Regions from separate parts of the Sus scrofa genome. Here region 2 is linked to region 1. The links are chromatin contacts, called in public HiChIP or PLAC-seq maps. All regions are on one chromosome and are shown on one strand. Each heading gives the region's core, a stretch centred on a gene start, on an enhancer-like site or on the middle of the called end of the contact. The rest is flanking DNA. Distances are from core to core; before and after follow the strand shown. Region 1 holds the start of LOC106507123 (collagen alpha-2(I) chain-like). Region 2 holds the start of MAPKAP1 (target of rapamycin complex 2 subunit MAPKAP1).

Region 1 (7,148 bases), core at 1,807-4,306:
CCCCTCCAGCCGGGCTGCTTTGACTCAGTCCTTTGCAGCTGCTTTGAGATGGGAACTACCTGCCCCTTTCTACGCACAGGAAACGAAGGCTCAGAGCGGGCTGTGACATGTCCAGAGTCACTCCAAGAAGAGCCGAAGAGATGAGGCCCTGAGGGCTGTCTGACTGGGACCTCAGCTCTTGTCCCTGCCCGACTGGCCTCCTGCCGGGAATGGCGCTCCACGCAGTGGTGGTGCATTGAGCCAACCTGTGCACAAAGAAGCAATGTTTGTATTTCTGGGCTGTTCAGGACTTTCCCAATTGCAGGAAAGCAAAAATGCAAAACATCTAAAGTCAACAAGGGGTTTGGGTTCAAACGTCAAGGAAAGGAAAGGTCGTAACAGTTTCTGCAGCCCATCCAGCAGGAAAGCCTCTGGCCAGGAGAGGGTCCCATGCCCATCTCTGAATCAGATGGACAACTCTGATTGGTCAGGCCAGGATGGGGTTTTCTTCCCTGTACTCCATAGCGGGTGCTGGGTTTGATGCCAGAAGGGAAGGGGGAAATACTGTGGGACCACAAAATCAGGCTACCACAAGGGCTATTTCACAGAGAGGTTAAGCAACCCTCCCCAATCACACAGCATGCCCCATCCCTTGTTCTGAACCAGTGTGTGCGTGCATGTGTGCGTGTGTGTGTCTGTGTGTATTGGGATGGGGGCAGGGCATGCTGGGTGGGGAAGTGGGTGGGGATGATTCTTCTGGTCCCTGGGAGAAAAAGTCTAAACTTCCTTTTTTTTTTTTTCTGGCACCAATGTCCTCCAAATCCTGGCTCCTGAAAGGCCATCCCACTTTCCACTTCTTCCTCTGACCGCATCCCTCCCACATGTGCAGCCACCAAAACACGTCCTATCTGCTCTGCTGGACTAGATACACCTGACCAGGGCGGGGCTTCCTTCATCTCTAAACTCTTTCCCACCCCCACCCTCCCAGGGCAGAGCCAGGCTCAGGGCAACTGCTTCTTAAAAGGATCTGTGCAGATTCTGGAAATGAGCTGGGAAGGACCTAAAGTCCCAGGGCTTAAAAACCTTGGGACAGGAGTTCCCGTCGTGGCTCAGCAGAAACGAATCTGACAGGCATCCATGAGGTTGCAGGTTCGATCCCTGGCCTCGCTCAGTGGGTTAAGGATCCAGCGTTACCGTGAGCTGTGGTGTGGGTCATAGATGCGGCTCAGATGCTGCTTTGCTGTGGCTGTGGCGTAGGCCAGTGGCTACAGCGTCTATTTAACCCCTAGCCTGGGAACTTCCAGATGCCATGGCTGCAGCTATAAGAAAGACCCAAAAAACAAACAAACAAAAAAAAAACCCCTCAGGACAGAGATGGCTCACCACGTCCAAGGCCCTCTCTTGTTTTTTTGTTTTGTTTTCTTTTTAGGGCCGCACCTGCGGCATATGGAGGTTCCCAGGCTTGGCGTTGAACTGAGCTGCAGCTGTTGCCAGATCTTTAACCCACTGAGCTAGGCGGCAGATGGAACTCACATCCTCATGGATACTAGTCGTGTTCTTAATCTGCAGATCCACAGCGGGAACTCTCCTGTTGCTGGTTTGGGGCAAATCCATCCCACTCCTAACCTTCCAGTCGGCCCCAGGGCATCGCTGTGTGAGGCTTGGAGTGGTGGGGGGGGTAGCACTGGGGAGGCGGGGGGCTTGGAGTCAAGGAAGCCCTGGAGATCAAAAGGTTTCTCCAGGGAGTTCCCCTCATGGCTCCATAGTAAGGAACCGGACTAGTACCCATAAGGACGTGGGTTCAATCCCTGGCCTCTCTCTCAGTGGTTTAAGAACCTGGTGTTGCCTGTGAGCTGTGTGGTGTAGGTCACAGATGCAGTTCGGATGGCACGTTGCTGTGGCTGTGGCATAGGCCGGCAGCTGTAGCTCCGATACCCCTAGCCTGGGAAGTTCCATGTGCCGGGGGTGCAGCCCTAAAAAGCAAAACCCAAAAAAATTCCGACAATAACACTACGCCCCCCCCCGCCCCTGCCCGCCCCCCCCCCCCCGCGCGCGCGCAAGGCTCTGCATCCTTCCAGCAGAGCTCCTGACCTACTCCATTCAAGTCTTGCCCCCGGGGAAGGAGCCACGGCATCTGGAGGTGGGAGGGGGAGGAAGCGACGCCCCCCCTCTTCATCGGCCAGCCCTTGTCAACCCTCGGCCTGGGACCCGCTGCTCACCCCGCTGCTCACCCCACCAGGCCCGCAGGGAGGACGGGCGGAAACAAAGGAAGCGTCCGCAGGGAACCCCGCGCACTCGCTCACAGCCCGGTCACGGGCCTGTTCCCCGCCCGGGCCACAGCCACACGCGGTGGACCCGCACAAGGTGACACCCAGTTCCGCGGTCACGCAGAGCGGGGTACACGCGGCGGGAAAGCCCGGGGGGCAGAGGCCGGCGTTTCTGGAGCCTTCGTCGCCGAGGCCCTGCGGAGGGACTGTGTACCGGGAGAGGAGCGGGTCCGGCCGCCCGAGGGTCGGAGGGTCTGCTGCCCGCGCGTCCATCCGGGCCTCGGCCTCTGTCGGCCGGGGTGCGACCGAAGCGCCCCAAACACCCGCGAGGATCTCCGTGGCCCGGCGGCCCGACGGCGGCGGTGCGGGCACGCGGCCCGAGATGGGCCCAGAGGCCCGCGCCCTCCCGCTCCGCGCCGCCCCTCGGCTGGACAGGGAGCCGCCAGGGAGGCCCAACCGCGGCCTCGTGGCGCCACCTGCGGTCCGCACTGCGCGGGCTTCGGCCCGGGCGCCGAGGGGCGCCGAGGTGGGTGTCTCCTCCTCTCCCGGGCGCGCGTGGGGGCTACTGTCGCGGCGACATCCTTTAGGTCCCGTCGCCCCTCCCGGAGCGGCCGGATGGAAAGGGCGGGAGGTGCCACCGCGCGCGGGTCCCGGGAGCCCGGCCAGAGCCCCGTGGCTGCGACCTCCCAGGCCCGCCCTGCCCGCGGCCCCCACCAGAGGTTGCGTCCTCATTTGACGGAGGGGGAAACCGAGGCTCGGCCCGCAGCCGGGAAGGAGGGAAACCAAGTCGGGACCTTGACTCCGGGGCATGTAGAAGGGGGACCCCTGAACCCCGCCTGCCACCTCCCAGGCCACTGAGCATGCTGGTTCCCTCCCGGCATCGCCAGCCACATCAGCGATGAGGCTGCAGCCCCCAGCCCTCCTCTGAGCCCCCACCCACACCGCACCGTCTGTCCTCAGGAACTGCTCCCACCCATTTAACACTGCCCTGGAGTCTTAGAAACATCACACCAGGAAAAAGCCCCTCGGAGACCCAGCCTCATTGCCCACCTTGGGCTCCAGAAACCAAGACCCATGCAGACCCCTTCGCTCTGACCTGGTCTCTTTGAGTCAGCCTGGTTGTCTGTGTCGAATGAGAGGCTTTAGAACCCCTCTACCACATCCTACTGTGCCAGTGGGATCATCACACCTGACGGTTTTTGCACCCAGAAGCGTTTTGAGGCCCTGTTCACCTCTCCTCTAATCCTCAGAGCCCTCATCTCAGCTCTGATTTCTAGGTGCCATTGTCTGTGCCAGTATCTGTCTCCTCCACTTTATCCCTCCTCCCAGATGGAGAGGTCCAGCTGAACTGATCCTGCAGAGTGGGGACTGCAGGCCTGAAGCACAGCTGGGTCAGATCCTGGAACCTGAACTCTTTTCCTGCCTGGGGTATTGAGCAGCCTAGACCACAGCTGCTCTGTGTGATCCTGAGCAAGACCCTGAATCTCAGGTCAGGAGGCTTGCCGGAGCTCTCAGGCAGGTGAGTGGCAGAGCTGAGGTTCCAGCCCCAACTTGAGACTCACTTCAGAGCTCCTGCTGGCCCGGTCTACAGCCACCATGTGGAATCCAGGCTGAGCTGGGCATCCGCACTGGCCTTTCCGTGTGAAAGCCCTGGGGAGTGGCCACTCCCTCGCACATACATCCCAAAAGTCACAATCGCATTGGTTACATGGTGTAAGGCTCTAGCCCAAGCCTGGTCCTCAGAGTTCCCAAGTGTCAGATGCTGCCAGGCTGACCCTCCCATTTTACAGACGGGCTAACTGAGTCCACAGAGATACAGGGTCTTGCTCAGGATCACACAGAGCAGCTGTGGTCTAGACTGCTCAATACCCCAGGCAAGAAAAGAGTTCAGGTTTCAGGATCTGAGCCAGCTGTGCTTCAGGCCTGCAGTCCCCACTCTGCAGGATCAGTTCAGCTGGACTTCTCCATCTGGGAGGAGGGATAAAGTGGAGGAGACAGATACTGGCACAGACAAGGGCACCTAGAAATCAGAGCTGAGATGAGGGCTCGGCTGGGGCTTGGGGAAGAAAAGACTGGGCATGGGAGGGGTCAGTCAGGAAGGATTCCCAAGGAAGTGACATCAAGTGGGCTTTAAAGGGTGCATAGGAGTTTGCCAGTGGAAGGTAGACAGGATATTTCAGGCTTAGAAGCTTGAGGGAACTCGGCTAGTTCCCTTCTATACCTTGGTAGTTAAGGGAATGGGCTTGGGCGCTTGACAAGCCTGGGCTGGAGTCCCAGCCCTGCTGTGTGACTTCTGGCAGGTGACTTAACCCTTCTGAGCCTCTCTTCCCTCAGCTATAAAAGGAGAGCAATGATGATCTCCTCAGACATGGGCGGTTGCAGGGTTAACAGGGGGTGGGATGCATAAGATGGGACGCACAGGGGCCTGGCAGGGAGACTAGAGACCACTGAAGGGAGCAGTTGAAAAGACTGCCGTGGCGGCGGAGGTCATTGGAAGGCACACAGACTGAGAGGGACCTTGAATGCTAAGCTGAGGAACTGGCTTCATTCTGAGCTCAGTGGGGAGACCTGAAAGGGCTTTGAGTCAAGGAGTCACAAACGGGATTTGTGTTGATTGATTTATTCATTCATTTATTTATTTATTGCTTTTTAGGGCCGCACTCGCGGCATATGGAAGTTCCCAGGCTAGGGGTCGCATCAGAGCTGTTAGCTGCCAGCCTACACTACAGCCACAGCAGTACAGGATCCTAGCCGAGTCTGCGACTTACACCACAGCTCACGGCAACGCCGGATCCTTAACCCACAGAGCGGGGCCAAGGATCAAACTCACATCGTCATGGATACTAGTCGGGTTCATTACGGCTGAGCCACAATGGGAACTCCCTGATTCGTGTTTAAGAAGGGGCCCACCTGGCCAGCATTAGGGCGTCCTCAAGGAAGGATGGAAACGAGGTACTGATCTCGAAGCCTGGCTGTGTCCTTGCCTCTGGGCCCCCTTAGTCCCTCCACTCTGTGAGGCTGAGAAGCGCCCCTGCCCTGATTCCAAGGCTGGGCCAGGGCAGGGGAAGGGCCTCGCCTGCAGCCCCTACTCTCACTGCCCTATGGCCCCAGACACCCCACACCTAAGAACCCGCAGCCCCTGTGATCAGAGCCTCACTCCCCCACCCCAAACACACACAGATCCATGCCACAGTCCCCAGTACAGGGAAAGAAGGGGCAGCACCACCATAATTTCTATTTCCTTCTAAATAGATGCTCCCAGACCTGCTCCCACAAAACCAATTAAAGCACCTGCCGGGGACGGGGCTTTGTCAGCAAATTATTTCCAGGCTCCAAGGCCCGGGAATAAATCTCAGAAGGATGAAGTGAATTGAATGAGGAAGGGACCTGAGCAGGCGGCGGGGGGGTGAGGAGAAGGGGGAGGGTCACTTTGGATCTGGGCATCTGCAAGTGGAGTCCTACTCCTGCCCCCAGACCCCTAGCCCAGACCCCAGCGCTCACCCCATGACAGTTCCATCAGAGAATTGGTTTCCAAGGGCTTGGACGTCCTGGCTCCAAGTCAGGAACTCCCCTGGGGAGCTGCCTGGAAGTGGGGCTTCTAGAGCTGGAGCAGGGGAGGGCGGATGGGTAGCTCCATGTCCTTGTCCCCATCACCAGCCTGTCCTGAGTCCCTTGGCTGCTCCCCTACTATGCAGCCAGAACTGGTGCGAACAGCCTCAGCGGGGAAGCTGGAGGTCTGGGCTCCTAACTCGCTGTGGGACCTTGGGCAAGTCCCTCCCTGCTTTGGGACTCAGTGTTTCTATCTGTAAAAAGGGTGAGGGAAGTTCAGCCATCGCTCCAGCTCCAATCTTTTTTTTTAAGCTGCACCCACGGCATGTGGAAGTTCCCAGGCCAGGGACTAGATCCAAGCCACAGCTGCAGTCTATGCCACAGCTACAGCAATGCCAGATCCTTAACCCACTGCGCTGGGCTGCTGATCAAACCGTTGCTTCCACAGAGACAAGCCAGATCGTTAATCCACCACGCCACAGTGGGAACTCCTCCAGCTCCAACTTTTTTATTTTTTTATTTTAATTTTTATTTTTTTAAGCACATGCTGAAATTTATTTTAAAAGGAAAGGCCCATCCTTTTTAAATTAAACTTGTACATTTTACTTTCTTCCTTTCAGAATCCTAATTTTAAAAAAAAACTTATGTTTCCACGTATTTAAAAAAAAAACCCTGAAACAAAGGAAACTACTAAAACATTACTTTTGTGACGGGAAAGGAGGTAATTGGATTCAACATAAGCAAAGAAAACTCTACATTGAGCAAAGAAATAAATGGTCCAACTTTTTTACTTAAAAATTTTTTTTATGATTTTTATTTTTTCCATTATACCTGGTTTACAGTGTTCTGTCAATTTTCTACTGTACACTAATGAAACTTTCCAGCTCCAGTTTTTTAAGGGCCTATGAAACTCCCGATGGCCTCCTATCTTAGGTCCAGACTAGCTTCTAGGATGCCCATGGACTCTCTTCCTGGGCAGGCAAAAGCCAGGGGGCAGGTAGAGTCCCAACCAATGCAGCCATCACTGCACCCAGCAGCTCATAGCCTGGCAGACGGGAGGGAGGGGCTGAGGGAGCCACAGGTGGGGAAGTGGGTAGTGACTGCTCCATAGAGGGTAGAGGCTTCCCCAGGGAGGGATTATTGGAGCTGGGCTTTGGAGGGTGAATGGGAGTTCAATGGATTGCAGTGTCTTTCTGGTTCACAAAGTACTTCTCTGAGAATTGGGAAAAGGCACCCTTACTTCCACTTTACTCCCATCAACTTAGCAGAAAATTGCCCTAAGTTTAGAAAAGCTGCCACATCTATGATTTGAACAGCGAGTGCCCCTAGAGTAGCGCAGTGTTCAACCCCAAC
Region 2 (7,148 bases), core at 3,039-5,538, 270 kb before region 1:
TAAGCCACTTAAAAAAAGAGAGAGAAACAGAGAGTTTACTGAGTGGAGAGAGAAAGGGCAATTGAGGCTTGAGCAGGAATTGCTCAAGCAATTGTGTTTTGCAGAAAACAAATGCATAAAGGGTCCTGACTTTTTCTGCCGGTCTTTGGTGCAGTAGATGCACCAGGCAATGGGAGCTGGCATTTACAGAACACTTCCTATATGCCAGGCACTCTTCTAAGTGTGCTCCATGCATTATGTCACTGAACCCTCACAATAACCTAGATAAGGAAACAGGTATACAGAAGGCAAATCACCTGTTGAAGGCCACATAGGTAGCAGGTGTCTTTTTTTTTTAAATGGCTACACCCATGTTAAGTGGAAGTTCCCAGGCCGGGGGCTGAATAAAAGCTGCTCCGCAGTGTGCTGCAGCAACACCAGATTCTTCAACCCACTGCACCAGGCTGGGGATGGAACCTATGCCTCCAAAGCGACCCAAGTTGCTGCAGTCAGATTCTCTCTCTCTCTTTAATTTTTTTTTTCTGTTTAGAGCTTCCTGGGATAGGGGGTTGAATTGGAGCTGCAGCTGCTGCCTATACCACAGCCACAGCAATGAGGGATCCGAGGGATCTGTGACCTACACCATCGCTCAAGGCACTGCTGGATCCTTAACCCACTGAGTGAGGCCAGGGATTGAACCTGCATCCTCATGGATGTTAGTTGGGTTTGTAACCTGCTGAGCCACAACAGGAACTCCCTGCTGTCGGATTCTTTACCCATTACACCACAGCAGAGATTCCTATTAGGGTCTTTGAACCTCTGCCCGTTGCCCCCATTCTAGTCTTGGGGATCAGAAGAACAAGAGCCGCTGATCCTTACCATGGCCTCTTTTCCAAGTTGCAGCTCAAGTATGGAAAACCAGATAGTCACGGGTACGCTGAGATATTGGTCCCTGAGTCCTCATGTCTACTGAAGTCCCCCACCTAGCCCCTGGCCCAGCACTATCAGTATGCTGTAAAAGTATAACTTTTGTCCTATTCCTATGCACTCCTAGGTCAGGAGACAGGTCAGTGTATGCTCAGCTTTTTAAAGCCACTCCCACTCAGATACAATTCCTACTCCTTGGAGGTTAAGCCATGCAGGTGGCCCATCATTCGCCTCCTCTAACTACCTTCCTCCATTGCAGGAAGCACTACGAGTTTTCTTTCCCCCCAGTGTCCATCCCTCATCCCGGGAGCCTTTGAGATCATGCGGTGTCTCAGTTCCTTGACTGTCTCATCTTTGAACAACTTTTTCCTCCCTTCATCTTCAGTCAGGACCCCACTCTCAGATGGCTCTTCATCTGAGGTTATTCAAGATGCCCATCCGTCTTTCTGCCTTGGATCATCAGAGACTTCCATTATACCTGTTCTGGGACCTTCAGGTCAGTGACATGAGCCTTGCTGGAATTCTCTTACTTACCTCTTGAGCATCTTTCTGTGGCCTTTTGTTTTAAGCCCTCTCGAAAGCTGAGATCTTAAATTACTTGACCCCCGTCACACCTGTCTGGCAAAACTGTCTTCCTTGGATTAACACAATTGTTCTTTGTGTGCCTGCATCTTTTTTTATTCTTCTTCCTTTTTTTTTTTTTTTTTTTTTTTTTTTGCGTTTCAGGGCCACACCTGCAGCATACGGAGGTTCCCACGCTAGGGGTTTAATCAGAGCTACATATGCTGGCCTACACCACAGCCACAGCAACGTGGGATCCGAGCCAAGTCTGCGACCTACACTACAACTCATGGCAATGCCGGATTCTTAACCCACTGAGCGAGGCCAGGGATCGAACCTGCAACCTCATGGTTCCTAGTCAGATTTGTTTCCGCTGCGCCACGATAGGGACTCCTGTGTGCCTGCATCTTAACCATTCAGACTAACTATAGAAAAATCACACGACCGTCATAGTAGTACAACCACAAATTCAGAGTCTCCATTCTCAATGGGGCCCTCAATGTTCCTGAAATCTTATTATATTTCCCTGCACTCCAACTTGCTATAGTGGCTATTTCAAATTCATAGTCAAACTTTACTTACTATAAGCTTCATTAGGGTGGAGTCCTGTCTGGTTTTTTTCTCCGCTAAGTCTCTGATGCCTAGGACAGGCTTAATACAGAGACAATAAGTATCTGTTTACTGACTGAGGTGTTGTAATAGTGGGAAGCACTTTATACAAATGTTAGTAAATGTTAGTTACATGTGGACTCTATTCTATATGAACTACATGTATTAGCTCTTTTTTTTTAGATGCACCTGTGGCATGACAAAGGTCCCAGGTGGGGCCAGGGATTGAACTTGAGCCACAGCTGTAACCACAGCCACAACAGTAACAATGCTAGATCCTTAACCCACTGAGCCACTCCCTGTATTAGCTCATTTAATCCTCGCAGCCGCCCAGTGAGGTTAATTAGGACTTTGGTCACTTTCCATTTTACGATAAGGCAATTTAGAGATATGAAATCACAACACTTGTAAGTGGGAGTGTGGGTATTCACTCCTTAGAGCTTGTGGAGAGAAAGCTTTGAGGGCCGGTTGAGTTTTATATAAGCAAGCAGCTGTGCTTCAGACTGGAGTTCAAGAGACAAGTGAAAATGAAGATTCTTATTTATTTATTTATTTTTATCTTTTCTAGGGCCGCACCCAGAGCATATGGAGGTTCCCAGGCTAGGGGTCCAATCGGAGCTGTAGCCTCTGGCCTATGCCAGAGCCACAGCAACGCCAGATCTGAGACTTGCCTTCGACCTACACACCACAGCTCAAGGCAACACTGGATCCTTAACCCACTGAGTAAGGCCAGGAATCGAACCCGAAACCTCATGGTTCCTAGTCGGATTTGTTAACCACTGAGCCACGACAGGAACTCCCTGAAGATTCATATTTAGAAGGGGACAGATAACCTGGTGACCTCAGAAAATAAAATGTCCAACCTTGTTCACACCCTTTGCTTTGGCAGAGCACCTCCAACAGGTCACTGATGGAACTATGGTGGTATGTGTGCAGAACTATGGTGATAGTTGGGTGGTAAGATGCATTTTTCCCCTCCCTATGAGCTAAGAAATCAATCATATATTTGAATACATGGGGTGGATTCATGGTGTATTTATTGGTAATTTTAATATTGGGTAAGATCCCTCCTGGGCTGAAATTCAGCCTTGATTTTTTCCCTCCCCTTCCCTTTGCTAAGGTGTATTTTTGAGAGCCACAGTCCAGACTATCTGTCATTGCATTGCTTGAGTCCTTCCTCCCCCTTCACGGCAGCTTCCCCTACGGATTCCCCGAGGGAACGAGATTACCAATAATGAGCTTCTGTTTGGGGCGGGTCCCATATCTCCAGTAAACCTCCCTGCAGTTCTTGAGGAAGATAATTATCTCCATTTTACAGATAATAGAATAGTAACTAACATTTACTAAGTTAGTGTGTCAGGCACTGTGCTGAGTGGTTTTTTTTGTTTGTTTATTTTGTTTTTGGCCTTGTCTGGTCACGCCCCTCCCCCTGACCACCCTCCCCGCCCGATAGAAGTTCCTGGGTCAGGGATCTAACCCCAGAAGTATCTGGGACCTACGCCATAGTTTCTGCAATGCTTAATCCTTAACCCCTGCGTTGGGCTGAGAGTCGTCCCGGGCCTCAGCAGCAACCCAAGCTGCTGCAGAAATAGAGCTGGATCCTTGACCCGCTGCACCACAGTGGAAACTCCTGTGCTGTTTTTAAAGTATCATCTCAGAGTTCCCGTCGTGGCGCAGTGGTTAACAAATCCGACTAGGACCCATGAGGTTGCGGGTTCTATCCCTGGCCTTGCTCAGTGGGTTAAGGATCTGGCGTTGCCGTGAGCTGTGGTGTAGGTCGCAGACGCGGCTCGGATCCCACGTTGCTGTGGCTCTGCCGTTGGCCGGCGGCTACAGCTCCGATTAGACCCCTAGCCTGGGAATCTCCTTATGCCGCGGGAAGCGGCCCTAGAAAAAAGCAAAAGGACAAAAATAAAATAAAATAAAGCATCATCTCATTCACTCTCACAGCAGTACTCTAAAATCGGAACTACTGTATGCACCGGAAAACTTAGGGTCAGAGAGGGGAGTTGTCTCATTTTAGGATACACAGTAGGTTAGAGTTAGAATTTGAACCCATGTCTTCCTAACCCAGAGACTAAGAGGCCTCATCACTTTTTTCAGTATCAACTGAGGGCTTTTTTTTTCCCGTGGAAGCGGGGAGAAGGAAGGAAATTCGAAAAAGGCTGACGTTAATTTCTACCCAATGCAAACCGAGAAGTCGGCGTATCTCGCCAGACTGGCTGACAGCTAGTCTCTCAAACCTGAGATTTACCCGTGGCCAGGGAAGCGGTGCGCATGCGCACGGCCTCCCGTTCGGCCCCGCCCCCCGGGAGGGCTTCCCTCCTTGCTCTTGGCTCTGGGGCCTGCGCACTACGTCCCCAGCCAGGGGCTTCTTCCCGGTCGGGGACTTCCGGTGCGTGGGGTGCGGTTCCGGGTCGTGGCGGGGCTCCGGTCAACAGGACTGCTGCTCAGCCGGCCAGCGGCGGCGAGCGGCGGGGGCATGAGGGCTGGCCCGGAAAGCGGCTGCTGAGCCGGCTGGGAGGAGCGCCGGCCCCCGAGGATTCCGAGAGTGCGCTGCTCGGGCTGGGGCCGGGAGGCGCGGGGTGCCGGGCCCTCCCCTCAGGAACGTGTCCCGGGGCCGACCCGGCCCGTACGTAGTGTGGCAGCAGCTTCAGGTAAAGGTTACCCCAGCCGCTAGCTCCTTCGCTCCCTCGCCTGTCCGCCCACCCGAGCCACCTGGCGGCCCTCCTTACTCCTCGCGCTCGGCTCTGCCTAGTGGGCAGCCTGTCTGGCCCTTGCTCTGGTCTCCTGTGAGAATCCGTTTCCTGGGCTTTTCCAGAACTGGAGGCTGCTATGAACTTGACAGCTGGGTGTGTGATTTGGGGGAGGAGAAGCTAGTGGCCTGGTAGTATTGGGGTTTGGTAAGGGTACTGTTGACCCTGGCAGTTTCTGGCCCTACCCTCAGCAACGTCTTGGTGTCTTAATCTTCATAACGTGAAAAGCAAGTTTTTAAAGCACTGCCTGTGCAGTCTCTGTTACCTAGCGCCCCTGCTCTCCATTGCCCCAGAGGGGTAAACAGCCTTGCAGAACTGTTTTTTTTGGTCTAGCCTGAGTGCTGATGGAACTTTGATTCAGCTTTTTGTTTATGGGAGTGGCATAGAGTCTTCTAGATCTGTTGAAGGCTGGAAACAAAACAAAACAACTCTTCGTAGTTTAAACAAGAGCATTACTTTAACCAGACACCTAAAAGTTGACTCAGAGATTGGTTCAATTTTCATTCTAAATGAATGCAAGTGATTTTCGAAGCCTATCACAATACCTGGTACTGTTCAAAAGCATCATGTTATAAGCCAAAAGTAGTGAAGTTCACAACTTCCCTAGGTGTGAACAGTCAAATGGAGGCAGATGTTTAGGCATATCAGTTAAAACAAAGTCAACATTCTCATTCTATTCCAGCAAGCAGAAGGAGTGGATTCCTAATTTAAAACCGCAGGGAAAGGAGGCATCATGTTTTCTTTTTCATATTCTCTGAGCTCACACAAGATGATCTGTAATTGCTGAAACAGTTATTGATGAAGTATTGATATTGGGAGGACCCCTCGTGGCTCAGTAGTAACAAACCCGATAGGATCCATGAGGACACGGGTTTCATCCCTGGCCTCGCTCAGTGGGTTGAGGATCTTGTGCTTTGCGGTGAGCTGTAGCATAGGTGACAGACGCAGCTCGGATCCTTTGTTGTTGTGGCTCTGGCATAGGTTGGCAGCAAAAGCTCAGATTCATCCTCTAGCTTGGGAACTTCCATATGCCTTGGGTGTGGCCCTAAAAAAGCCAAAAAAAAAAAAAAAAAGGTATTGATACTTGTTTTCATCTTTTTCAGTTTTCGCTCTTGCAAGCTTGCTGGGGCCTGTGAGGCATGCTGGTAGCCCCTTTCCCATTCAGCTTTGTGCTCACACCTACCTTCTGCTGTGATGCAGAGCAGACTCACTTCTTCCACTGATCTGTCTCCTGCCTAACTTTCAGCTATGCTTCAAAAGCTGAAGCCCCACCCTGATCCTTTACTCTGGATAAGTAGGACCTCAAAATAGTCTTTGTTCTTTCCTTTGTTTGTTATTTTTTTTGTAGGACAGTCTCTCTGCCTAGATTTCTCCTTTATGTTTCCAGCTATTAAGATGTTATCCAGGGCCCAGCTGAAATTGGCCTTCCCTTAAACAATCCAGGACAGCCTTAGCTGGAAATGATTTGTTTTCTAGACTCCTATAAACGCTATTTTTTTTTTCTTTTTTTTTCTTTTTTTTTTTTTTGGGCTTTTTAGGGCTGCACCCTCGGCATATGGAGAATCCCTGGCTAGGGGTCCAGTCAGAGCTCAGAGCTGTAGCCGATGGCCTACACCACAGCCACGGCAGTGTCAGATCCCAGCCGTGTCTGTGACCTACACCACAGTTCAGCAACGCTGATCTTTAACCCACCGATTGAGGCCAGGGATGGAACCTGCGTCCTCATGGATGCTAGTCAGATTTGTTTCTGCTGAGCCACCAGTGGAACTAAACACTCATTATTATATCTACCATTATTTCACTTAGCAAACATTTACTGAGTATGAATATATACCAGATACCATGCTAGACAACATAGAGATAAATAAGACTCTGTCCTTGCCTGCTGAATTTAGTGAGAGAGATAAGGAAATAATTTTTTTTTAAGATTTTTATTTTTTCCATTATAGTTGATTTATGGTGTTCTGTCAATTTTTACTGTACAGCAAAGTCACTCAGTCATACGTATATATATTCTTTTTCTCACATTATCCTCCATCATGTTCCATCAGAAAGGAAATAATTCTAACATGGAGTGGTATGTACACTCAGAGTTCTTTTGTGATTGATCCAGTGTAGCACAAGAGGGGAGGTGGTCGTTCACTTTGGAGGAGTGTGCTACGGCCAGGTAATGCTTTGTAATGTGAGGTTAACTTAGGTTTATTATTTACTGTACTGGACATTATATTAGGTTTCTCTTGTTTAATCATTTTAACCTCAATTTACAGGTTAGGAAGGCCCAGGATAAATTACATATCTGGTATGAGAGCCAGGATT

What was found. HiChIP or PLAC-seq counts read pairs in DNA pulled down with a chosen protein or histone mark.
Region 2: a contact with region 1 is called in an H3K27ac HiChIP or PLAC-seq map of skeletal muscle, with 4 times the contacts expected there. The contact joins the promoter of MAPKAP1 here to the promoter of LOC106507123 in region 1. A contact is called at or near these places in 1 of 5 promoter capture datasets (liver) and 1 of 2 datasets of contacts at active chromatin or transcription factors (skeletal muscle).

Annotation. Positions count from the first base shown.
Region 1 is chr1:266,070,595-266,077,742 of Sscrofa11.1, reverse strand. It overlaps LOC106507123 (collagen alpha-2(I) chain-like), which reads right to left and starts at 3,056. Exons shown (of 4, transcript XM_021085471.1): 1 at 2,736-3,056; 2 at 2,461-2,673; 3 at 1-245. The coding sequence starts at 3,056.
Region 2 is chr1:266,343,524-266,350,671 of Sscrofa11.1, reverse strand. It overlaps MAPKAP1 (target of rapamycin complex 2 subunit MAPKAP1), which reads left to right and starts at 4,288. Exons shown (of 11, transcript XM_021068873.1): 1 at 4,288-4,733.